2 separate regions of the Danio rerio genome follow, and region 1 is linked to region 2. A link is a contact called in public Hi-C data. All regions are on one chromosome and are shown on one strand. Each heading gives the region's core, a stretch centred on a gene start, on an enhancer-like site or on the middle of the called end of the contact. The rest is flanking DNA. Distances are from core to core; before and after follow the strand shown. Region 1 overlaps bcar1 (BCAR1 scaffold protein, Cas family member). Region 2 overlaps LOC141378827 (a long non-coding RNA gene).

The links. Hi-C and Micro-C count contacts between places; a contact is called where the count stands out from the background.
Region 1: a contact with region 2 is called in a Hi-C map of embryo, with 1.7 times the contacts expected there. The contact joins two enhancer-like sites. A contact is called at or near these places in 2 of 18 Hi-C or Micro-C datasets (caudal fin and embryo).

Annotation. Positions count from the first base shown.
Region 1 is chr18:24,065,406-24,071,927 of GRCz12tu, reverse strand. bcar1 (BCAR1 scaffold protein, Cas family member) reads right to left here. Exons shown (of 7, transcript NM_001135133.2): 4 at 2,586-2,690; 5 at 1-845. Among named protein-coding and RNA genes, the nearest start is that of nudt21, 58 kb to the left of the region's middle. Within about 2 kb of position 2,412, at least 7 of the 62 cell types and tissues checked have an H3K27ac peak or open chromatin away from gene starts, as enhancers often do.
Region 2 is chr18:23,955,042-23,960,754 of GRCz12tu, reverse strand. It overlaps LOC141378827 (a long non-coding RNA gene), which reads left to right. Exons shown (of 3, transcript XR_012394312.1): 3 at 1,033-1,225. It also overlaps a transcript of bcar1 not described here. Among named protein-coding and RNA genes, the nearest start is that of si:dkey-11d18.2, 14 kb to the right of the region's middle. Within about 2 kb of position 2,169, at least 3 of the 62 cell types and tissues checked have an H3K27ac peak or open chromatin away from gene starts, as enhancers often do.

The DNA.
Region 1 (6,522 bases), core at 1,163-3,662, 110 kb before region 2:
GCTGCAGGGGACCAGCCCAAAGTGTCCAGTGCCTGACTGTACCTCACCAGACCTTGGAAGGCCTCCTCCATCTTCTGCACCTGCTTGCCAAGCTTGGTCTGCAGTGTGCGGTCGGTGGCCTGGGTGGCATTGGCTACAGCACCTCTAGCGAATTCCAGCAGGTCCCTGACTGCCACACGGATGCGGTCCACGGCCTGTCGGATGGCAGGGAGGTTGGACTCCATCTGAGTGGAGCTGCGCCAGTTTCCACTGATGAACGACATGAGGAGAGAAACGGAGCTCTCCACAGCCTGTTGATGACGGGACAGACGCTCCATAGCCTGGTCCAGATCCAGGAGCAGCAAGCGACCTGGCCCAGAAGATTCCCGCACTGGCACCATGTCTAAAGAGGACGTGGAGAGATTACTGCGAGTGCTTCCAGTGCTGGACGCTGACAGCCGTTTGAAGCTGACCGTGAGCTCCTCGGTGGCCGCTGCATCACGGACCACCTGTGGAGGCACATCATACACGTAATCGCCTGAATCTTCGCCTGCTGGGCGCTCACGAGGGAAGTCGTACACATCTGTGGGGTGGTGGTCCTGTGGGCCACCTTTTCGCAGGCTGGCAGGGATGTCGTAGATCTCCTGGCCCTCAGGCTGTCGTTTTCCTATTAGCTGAGGAGGAGGAACATCATAGACATCCTCTGGTATGGGAGGCTCGGGACCGCCAGGGATCTGAGACAGATAGGCTTGGTTCTGATTCTCCAGGCTCTTCATCTTGGCAAAATGAGGAGGAACGTCGTACGTTTCCTCCCTGATTGGACCATCTGGAACGTCTTTGCTGACAGATGGAGGAATGTCATATACCTGTAAAAAGAAATAATGTGTTTACCAAAACAAGCCTCCTATAATCATAACTGAAGTCATTAGTGATCTGATTGTTACATTTTTGGTTCATATAAGTTGAGTGTAAGCCATTTTAAAGGTTTCAAGGGAATTTAGGTGTTACACCCTTATAATATAAAAACATATATAAATGAACAAACGGATTGCATTTGAGATTTGCCAAAGAGTTGATCTTTAAAACTTCAATTATGCAACAGTTAAATATTATTTCAAGCATTAGATGTTAGCAAGCATTAATTAATGTAAAAATACAGTGGTCCCTCGCTATGATGCGGTTCACATTTTCGCAGCCTTGTAGTTTCACTGATGTTTTCAGTGTGTTCTGCGTCCTGATTGGTGCATTGTGTTCTGCACCCTATGACAGATGTATTTAGACCATTGTCAATCAATCTTCTCCATGCCGTGTCTCCTGTACAGTAAAGAATGCGTTCAGCTTGCCAAATGTACATAAATCTTTGATCACTAGCAGTGTGACTCTTAAGTGCTGTACTGTATGTTTGGAGTATTTCTCCCCAACAAACCCCACAAATGTTGACGAAACATTCAGCACCATCAAAGGCACTCAAAAGGAAGATGCTAACCATCGAACTAAAAGTTGGACTTCTGGACATGCTAAAACAAGGATAGAAGTTATGCGGCTGTAAGGCGCCATTACGGAATAAATGAAGTAACATAAAGAAGGAAAAAAGTAACATATGGACGACAGCAGAAATAAAGTTCAACAAGGATGCAAAAGGGTTGTAACTGTCCACAACAAGACCACCGTAAGGAGTCTGCTTTAGTTTTGTGGATCAGTTACTGCAGTTGGATTTATTCTATAGTACTGGACGAAGGTTTGAACTTTGCGTTTTTAAACAAGAGAAATAAGTGTGAAAATGTTAATGCCTCTCTTAGAAAAGTGTATAAAGTGTGTAGTGAGGGGTTTTAGAGCCTTAAAACATCTAAAATGTAAAACATAAAGCTGACTACTTTACGGATTTCCCCTATTGCGGGTTATTTTTAGAACGTAACTCTCACGATTAATAAGGGACCACTAAACAGGAAATGTGCATGAACAATTAAATATCTAACATATGCTCAGTGTTAACTGCCAGTATATTGCAAATCAAACACGCTACCTAAATGTGGTATGAATCAATGTGACTGTGTGTACAATTTCAGATTTTTTGTGCAAGGAATACACGTTCAATCTTAAATATGCTACTTGATGTAAAACACACTAGCAATTTATGAGTGAAATTTGTTTCACATCATTTTGTTCAGTCTAGAACTGTTAAAAAAATTAAACACTATTTGATAGTGCTGCAAGGTTGTTGTTTCTTTTGGATGCTGTGTTGGGGGAGGGGGCTGACATTATTCTTCCTAGATATAAATGAAACAGGTGTTGTGTTTGACTGACTAGCCAATCAGAAAATATTTCTGCTTGTGAATCATTTAACGCTGTATGATTTGCTGTCGTCAGATTGGCTGAGATGTCATTAGTGGGTAGAGTTTAGGAGGGGCAGCATGTGTTTGAAGCTGGCGGTCAACAGTAATACAGTTGCCAAGTCTGGCTAAAAGTAGCAATCACTTACACAATCCTTTCTGCATGTATTAGAGACTTGTGGCATTTTGTTTCAGGCAATTCAGATCTCTTAAGCACCCATTAATGTGCAGATCAAATATGCAAATAAGATAAATATGAAAAAGATGGATGGGTACCGTTTGTTGGTAGTGCAGCTGGCTCTTATCCACACTAGGTGGAGTGTCGTAGATTTCCTGACCACTGGGTGGGCCTTTCATTGCCATAGGAGGAGTATCATAAACCTGTGGCACAGAGAGAGTACAGGGTCAAAAAAAGACACACATATTTAAATTTAAGACATAAATACATGACAAGAAGTAGATCCGGCTTGAATTGAATTATGTTTCTGCCCATTTTATTGATTTGTTTTTCAGAGCCCTTGGTTTTTCTCTACCTCATAGAAACTTTGAACCATTTTTTACTTCCCTTATTTTTTTGTGCATGTTAGAGCAGATTTGGAATCGAGGCACTTGGATGAATGGGGGTCAAAAGGAGCACAGGTACACTCAATAGGGGACACATTCACACTGATGTGGAGAGATTACAGGAGCACGACCTCAGACAGCAACAGCTGGAGGAAATCAGCAGTTCTGCAGAGACGCTGACCTCCACCTTCACCTACAATCGCTCTCTTTCAGTCTGCTACCTCTACAGTGGCTCGGTGGTCAGGCTGATGTGAATATGATAGAAGCTTTTGTTATGTTATTAGGAATGTTATGATGTGGCAAACTACACTGCTATAATTGCTTCTGTGATTTATGTCACTGGAATACACAGTAATGTTTAAGGGTTCTAGGACAGTAGATGCTAGAATTGTCTTGTAAGTTGCTCTTAAGCTCTTAAAGGCCTTATTAAAAAAATTCTTTTAGATGTTACATGTCAGTATGTTAATTTTAAGGATATCTATAAGCTAGAGTGCACCAAAACATTGACAAAACTCAAATTTAGAAGATATAAACAACCCAAGTCTTCGGTTTGTCACTTCTAAACAGATAAACTTTTTTGACATCACTTCAGTTTCTTTTTATATTCTCTGATCAATCAAATGCTCTCTAGTATCTGACATGTCTCGCCCCCTTTAAGGCGCTTCTCATTAGATTTTCATTTGATGCATTTGAGCTCAACCATTCTCACTGGCAGAGCTGTGGTCAAAATGAAATGCTATTGGCTGTTTTGTAAAAAAAAAAAAAAAAAAAAAGGGGGGGGAGGAGCTTCTAGATGTTCTGCCCTGTCTTTATGTTTTAGTTCACCAACAAGGACCATGCCATACTTTGAGCTAGACTTTATTGTAGGGATGAAAGAGATGGTAAGGGAACAGTGGGATGAAGTTGAAGGGAAGTAAGAGGATAAACAGTGAACAGATAGGTAGGTTGATCGGGTGTCCTACGATAATGCCCAGAGACTCAGAGTGGGGGTACCATCTCTGTTATATTTTGGTAGAGTGATTGGACGCCCTGATTCAACCCAGGAGGGAAGAGAGGGTTATAAGGATAGTTTATGGGAAGCAAAGGAATAAAGGGAGGGAGGTTGGGTTTGAGAGAACGAGAAGAACAGTGCTAGAGGGCTGGTCTGCCTTAAATAAGTTTTAGGGAGTAAGTGATTGGTTTAAGAGGTAAATTGAGGTGAGGTTCCACTGCCGAACCTTTGTTACAAAGTTAACTCTATTTGAGATTACGTCAAAGACCGAATGAAAATTGCACATTTTAAAGTACTTCACGGGATAAAATAACATCACAAACATCGTTTAAAATACAATTTAAATTCAATGTAAAAATACAGGAGATGAGCATAAACAATGACATCTGATATATATTTATGACACGCATCAACTGCCAAAATATGGCAAATGAATTATTCTACCCAAAATATGATAAGAAAACCCTGTGATCATATTCACAAGGGAAACCATACAAGTTATTAGGAATGTTGTGCTATGGCAAACTAAACTGGCAAAATTGTTTCTGCCATTTCCTGTGGATATTTTGATGTTGTTGTTTTTTTCAGGATGAACAGGAAGCTCAAAAGAGTTAATTCAAAATGGAAATATTTTGTAACATTATGAATGTGCCTTTGAAACTATTTAAATAGTTCTTGCCGAATAAAAGTTTTCATTAATCTATCTATCTATCTATCTATCTATCTATCTATCTATCTATCTATCTATCTATCTATCTATCTATCTATCTATCTATCTATCTATCTATCTATCTATCTATCTATCTATCTATCTATCTATCGGCTGTCTGTCTGTCTATCTATCTATATATAGGCCTATATTCATAATAATATAGCGTATATAAGTACAATACAGAGACCCTAGATCTAGCTGCAAAGAAAAATATTTTAGAAAACTAAAAACGTGTTTATTTATAAGTTATTCTAACAAATGAGGTTGCCCCGAGATGTATATTTAAGAAAACCCATAGACTCTCAGATGCATGAGCTCTTATAAATACAGCAGTAGCGCTGACTCGAGTTTCAGAACATGCTAAAAATGAAGTGTGACTTCCTGCCTTAACGCTCTGTCAGACCTTTGACAACTGATATAAATATCAAATAATGCCTACAGCACTTGATCCAAACAAGAAACAATAACCACACGCACACACACACACACACACACACACACACACACACACACACACACACACACACACACAAAGGGCTTGAATGTTAGCAAAGAATTAAAACCCAGTAAATGTTTTATAGTGCTAGCAGCCATTAAAGTGTGATTCTTTCCATTACTGCATCTGATGTGGGTGAAATGAGGTTGTGGGAATTTGGATGAAAATGAAGTGTAATCTCATCTAAGAAAGACTGTCACACACACTTTTCAGTTTAATACTAAGCCATTAATAATTTAAACCAGTGGTTCACAAACTGCCCTCTAAGGGTGGTAATAGCCGAAAATGTCTATCATTACAAATGCAGCTGTTAGACTTCATTTTCTACAAGATGTTTTTTTTTTTATGTACAAATAAAATGTCACATTTCAAGCATAATATACTATTACTTCATCATTTATTACTCCCCCGGGCTCCTGATGACTCCATAGAAATATATGCTGCCAAAAATAATAATTATTTACAACAGAAATATGTCACATGCAAAGTGAAATGCTCTAGTTAAAAATGAAACTGTTTCTGTATATCGGCGAGTTCTGCAATCATCAGCAATCCACAGATTTAAACAATTTACACCTCAAGCTACGACCGTAAATTCACACAGAACTATCCCAGTGTTCTGAAGTCATGTCTACTCTACACTTCTATCAATCAATACTGCAGCAACCACACATACACACACCCTTACACAAACACCATTAGCATTTATAATGCTGGCCAAACAATGGCTCTCAATCTGTTGTGTGCCCTCAGGAGAGCCTGCAGCCAGAGACTGAGGCAAGAGAAACCATGAATACCAAAAGCTCTCATTGAGCATCCAGCAGCAGCCGTGCCAGCTCCATTTGATTAAACGTCTAGCTTTTTCTCCCTTCCTATCACTCTAATCGGAGAGACGCCGATTTATTACAAGCAATATTTGGAGCGATTTTGAACTGGCTGGTTTAGCTTGCAGCATTCTTTGTTGGTGTGAGAAACCAAGCAATCGAATTCAGCATCGTGGCAAAACTTGCTATAGCAAAAGTATTCATTCATTTTCTTTTCAACTTAGTCCCTTTATTAATCAGGGTTCACCATAGTGGAATGAACCGCCAGCTTCTCCAACAGATGTTTTACATGTATGTAGTGGATGCCCTTCCAGCTGCAACCCATCACTGGGAAACTAGCAAAAGTATACTTTTGTTTATTAATGCACGCACAGTTGAGAGTAAATTCCATTTGGTAGGATGGGCAAACATACTCTGCTGGCACAAGACATCAATATGACATCACATTGACGTTGTACTCCAAATCAGGTTAATGTCAGAACCCAACGTCAGATCAATGTCAAAGTTCAACGTCCAACCTAAAAATCAACCAAATATCAACGTCTAATGATCTTACAGCTTGATGTTGTGTGGACATTACCACTATGATGTCTATCAGACGTTGGATTTTGGTTGCCATACCTGAC
Region 2 (5,713 bases), core at 920-3,419:
GACCTCTGTATGGATGGCTTTTCCGCTGTAACCAGTTTGTCCGGTAGTTCGACACACATGTCGGCAGACTTGAGATGCAAAGCAGAGTTGACCACGTTAATGAGGTTCAAGTCTGGTGAAGAATGATTCTAGAAAGTAGGTAAGACAAAACAAAAGCTAAAAAATAAAATAAACAAGTATGGGTCAGATTGAGGTAAAATCTGAAAACATGGTAAAAATCAGGCAGTTGAAAGGGCTTTTCTTTTTCTGGATTGCTTTTCAAAACCTTGCAGTTGGATTTAGAGAAGGAGGTGGGTGCTGGTCAGACGGTGCTTTTTAAAACATTATTGGTTGGGTTTAGGGAAGGGGGTGGGATGTGACATCAGTTGGTTGGTCAATTAGTCAGTTGACACTGGCTTCTGGTAGATTTAAGTGAGAAGAGCAGGCATGAATGGCACTTGCGAGAGAAATTTAAGAACTGAAAAAAAAGCACACAGGGGCGGACTTGTGAAACCAAAATCTGCAAAAAAGAAAAAGAAAAAAAAACATGGCTCCTGTGATGTATTTTGCTCTCTCCAGAAATGTATTTAGGAGTACGTAATCAGAATGAGCCTGGATTGAAACCGTAGCACGCGGACGAAACCCACACCAACAAGGATAGATCATGCAAACTCCATACAGAAATGCCACCCTTCATAAGTCTAATAAGATGCAATTAGTGCAAATAATATTGTAATACTAATTTACAGTAAAAAAGGTTACAAATAGTTTTTCTAATAACAGCTATTTTGCAAATAGTTAAAAATGTGTCTAAAAACTGTCTTTATTGACTTTATGAACATTAACTGAAGGATAAAAAAAGCAGAGGAGGGGAATGCTGTAGGGTGTTTGTGTGTGTATGTGTGGATGATGTTGGACATTTGGGACTCTTTAGCTTGCAGGTCTCTGCCTGTGGAAGGGGGATGAATATATACCCTGCTGTATAAAATATATTGAAATAATAGCTCGTTAATAACAGGTGATACATTATATAACAAGTTATTCAGACAATAGATTCATATCAGCTTCCTTCAAAAATCCTAAGAAAGGATTCCATATTTTGAAAAACAATAAAACTTTATACTGGGACAATTCTTGTAGCCATTATTTAAAATGGGTTCATTCTGTATTTTTCCAATAACGAGTTACAGTAAGTTTTGTATGTAATAAACAGAAAATCAACATTACCTTATCTGAGCTAGTAAAAGTGCATGTTACAGGGAAAATATTTAGTGTCTATAGTTCAGGTAATTTGAGAATATTCTGTTTCAAAACACTAGATAAAATGTTTTTCACAAAAATGTTCAACTTGGGGACACTTCCATAAACAATGATATAACGTTCCTATCTCTATATTGTCATGATCAGGATTGTTGGGGTTAAATTTGTGAAGAATTTCTGGAGCTATGTATACACTTATAATGATATATTTAAATTGCAGAAGTTTAAACCTCTGTTGATTGTCTGGATTTTATGCAGTCATTCATTTATTCATTCAATAATTTTCCATTGGGAAGTCCCTCATTTGTCAGGGGTCGCCACAGCGGAATTAACTGCCAAATATTCTAGCATATGTTTTATGCATATAATGCCCTTCCATAACCCACTATTGGAAAACACCCTGACAATCTCGACTCACACATACACTCATACACTATGTCCAATTTATTTTATCCATTTCCCCAATAGTCTTTGAACTGCGTGTGAAAATGTTGCATCCCGAGGAATCCCACATGAACACAGGGAGAACATGCAAACTCCACACAGAAATGCCAAGAGGAGACAGTGCTAACCACTGATCCACCAAGTCACCTGCAATCAGACAGATATTTAATAAGAATTTTAAACACATTTTAAACGTACCTCAAGGGAAAAAAAAATGTACACATACATATGACCTAAAATGAACAGGTGCCATTTTTATCTCTCTCCGGAAGGTTAAGGACATAAAAACCCAGATGATGGCCACAAAAGATAAGGACTGGTGTTCTTTACTGCATCCATAGCATTTTATATCTTCATCCCCCTTCCACAGCCAGAGACCTGTGAGCTGAAGAGTCCCAAAGGTCCAACATCATCCGCACACATACAAACACTAACACCACCCCTGATGATGTCATCAGCCTCGAGCCATGATCACGCATCATCAGCGTGTGTCAGACTCCATCCGCCTGTCGCAGAACACCAAAAGAAGGAACAGACAACACAGAACTGAGGAGAGGATAAAAAGGTTGGGACAGGGTAGACAGATAATGGCTCAGGGACATATTAGAGTGATGTGTTACAATCTGTCGTACAATGTGTGCAATCTAAACAGCAGCAAAACCACTGTACGTGGCCCACTTAGGACCAAAGTAAGTCAGATCCACATTGCAGTCATTAAAAACAATATACTGCAGTCACAAGTTGTTTATTTGGAAAAGTATAGCAGAATACCTTTTGGATGTTGGACTGGCAAAACAATGTTGGAAAATAATTTAGTGAGAAAATATATTAATATGGGAGGCAGTGGCGCAGTATGTAGTGCTGTCGCCTCACAGCAAGAAGGTCGCTGGGTCGAACCTCGGCTCAGTTGGCGTTTCTGTGTGGAGTTTGCATGTTCTCCCTGCCTTCGCGTGGATTTCCTTTGGGTGCTCCGGATTCACCCACAGTCCAAAGACATGCGGTACAGGTGAATTGGGTAGACTAAATTGTCCGTAGTGTATGAGTGTTTGTGTGAATGTGTGTGTGGATGATTCCCAGGGATGTGTTACGGCTGGAAGGGCATCCGCTGCGTAGAAAATTGCTGGATGGGTTGGCGGTTCATTCCGCTGTGTGCAAACCCGGATTAATGAAGGGACTAAGCCGACAAGAAAATGAATGAATGAATATATTAATATCGTATAATATATTGTCTATAACATGTAGCATATTTGCAGTTTTATCTGTCAGTGGTGGACAAATAATTTTCTACAATTTGAGATTTTCATTAAGGACATTATAAACAAAAATGCACTCCATTATTATGTTTATTTATTTAATTATAAATAAAATACCATATGAAATTAAACACAACACTCAGAAATATATTCATTCTTCAGTTAATATAAAAAACCTTTCAAATACTTTCATTCAATAATTTTAAGGGTGACGTGGTGGCGTAATAGGTAGTACTGTCGCCTCACAGCAAGAAGGTTGCTGGTTCATGCCTCGGCTGGGTCAGTTGGTGTTTCTGTGTGTGTTAATATGTATGTTCTCCCCGTGTTCACGTAGGTTTCCTCTGCGTGCTCCGGTTTTCCCCACAGTCCAAAGACATGCGGTAAAGGTAAATTGGATGAGCTAAATTGTCCGTAGTGTATGAGTGTGAATAAGTGTGTATGGATGTTTCCCAGAGATGGGTTGCAGCTGGAAGGGCATCCGCTGCATAAAACATGTGCAGGATAAGTTGACGGTTCATTCCACTGTGGCAACCCCTGATTAATAAAGGGACTAAGCTAAAAAGAAAATGAATGAATTTCAAATGAAGACTTTTATTAATACTTTAGCCAAGGTGAACTTAATATAAACTTTAGTAAGACTTTTTTTGATGGTCCCTATTGCGCATTTTGTTGACTGAACGTTGCATTGCAACTACATGCCATTTACTTTTTATTTAAGTATTAGTGGACTGTCTGCTTAATATCTGTTGATACTGCTCCTTCAACAGACATTTAACTGACTGCAAATACATGTCAACTTATACTAACCCTAACCCTAACCTAACAGTCTACTTAGAATCTTACTTGAGAATTAGTTGGCATGTAGATGCAATGTAACTTAAATTCAACAAAATGTGTTAAATTCAAAATTTAAATAAATATTATTATAACGTTTTATTACAATTATAACATATTTTTAAATAATTTATTTAAAGAAGACTGAATTAAAAAGATTTAAGAATTAGTTTTTTTAACTTTATTTTTCAAAACTGATAATATTAATAAGCATGCTTACAGCATATGAGAATGATTTCTGAAGGGTTGTGTGATACTGCCTGAAGGGTGGCATAATGATGCTGAAATTTCACTTTTACATTACAGGAATTAATTGAATTGTAACATATACTTATACTTAACCTTTAACATGAACTAATAAATAAATTAAAATAAATAGTTTATTTTAAAATATAAATTACAATCGTGTTTCAATGTTTAGTAATTTTTTACTGCCGTCTTTAAGATGAGACATTAATTTGAGGCCATGACTCTCTGTGGTCATTAAAAATCCCAGTATGTCTTTTAAAAAATAGTAGGGATTTAACCCCAGTATCCTGGCCAAATTTGCCCACTGGCTTCTGTCCATCTTGACCTCCTAACCATCCCTATATATTGTATTTGGCATCATCACTCTGACTCCTCTCCACCAATCAGCTGGTGTGTGGTGTGCAGTCTGGCACAATATGGCTGCAGTCACATATTCCAGGTGGATGCTGCACACTGGTGGTTGATGAGGAGATTCTCCCCAATGTGTAAAGCGATTTGAATCTCTGGAAAAGTGCTATATAAATGTAAGCAATTATTTTAAGGAACTATTATATTTTTGATCCTTGTTGATGTAGTTCACTAATATTTCACAATATTTCTAAACCCAGCGTTCAATAATAATTTTAAAAACTGCCACATTCCCATAACAAAAACGTATACTGTAAATCTACACCAAAAATATTTGTTTACCATCAAAATCACATCTGGGTCTCCTGTCAGCTCCATAATTCCAAGATGCTAATGACTTTGAAAATATGTCATATTCTTTACATTTCTAAACATTTACAAGCACTGCCCCTTATAAATAGTCTGCCAAACCACTGATAATGAACGGCTCAGGCCCTTTTCACATTTCTGGGATTCTCAGTAGCGGAAGTCATCATAGTTGGGAAAACTTTAAGCGCAGTGAATGGGAAAGTACAACAAATCATTTTTACAATCTTATTTGCTCAAATAATAAAAGACAAACCCCATGATGGTGTCATAAAGACTTTCAGAAAAAAGGGAAAAAATAGTGTGAGACTGATAACGGCAGCCAGATTAGAGAACAACTTCAAAATTACTGTCCTGCCCTATAGACACTGCACTAGAAACACCTTGCACAAGCCGTAATTCAATTGTTGTAAAATAAAAAAAAGATGACTTAATACATATATACATAAAAATGTTCACACATTAAAAAAATACATTAAGAACTTTCAAGGATTTAAGATGCTGATGACCGTTTAACACATCATAACATGCTTGTGAAAAGAGTCCATATGGAAGTTTGTGTTAATATTCCACATCCAAATTTGCACAGGACTAACAAAAGCTCTAAATTCCAACGCACACACTCCACACTGACACCACTGAAGTGAGTGCAGACGGATCAGCCTTGTCCAGCTCTTCTGATAACAGACTCGTCCCACATTCTCTAACCGTCATCCATCAGCTCGGGTCACACACCGCTGATCCTGCATGCGTCGTCACCTCTGACCTGCTCATCACTCACGCCAGCACAACATTTATCTGTGCCACACACACAACCCTATTCTCCCCAAACACATTCACCCCGACGCCTGCAACCGAAGCTTTTTATTTCCAGATGATAATGCTTTAAAGCACTTTATCAGGCTGTAGAGCTGATTGAAGGGGCCCGGGAGAGGAACACTGTTCTTCGTGGGGGAATAAATGGCTGATCGTGCTGCCAA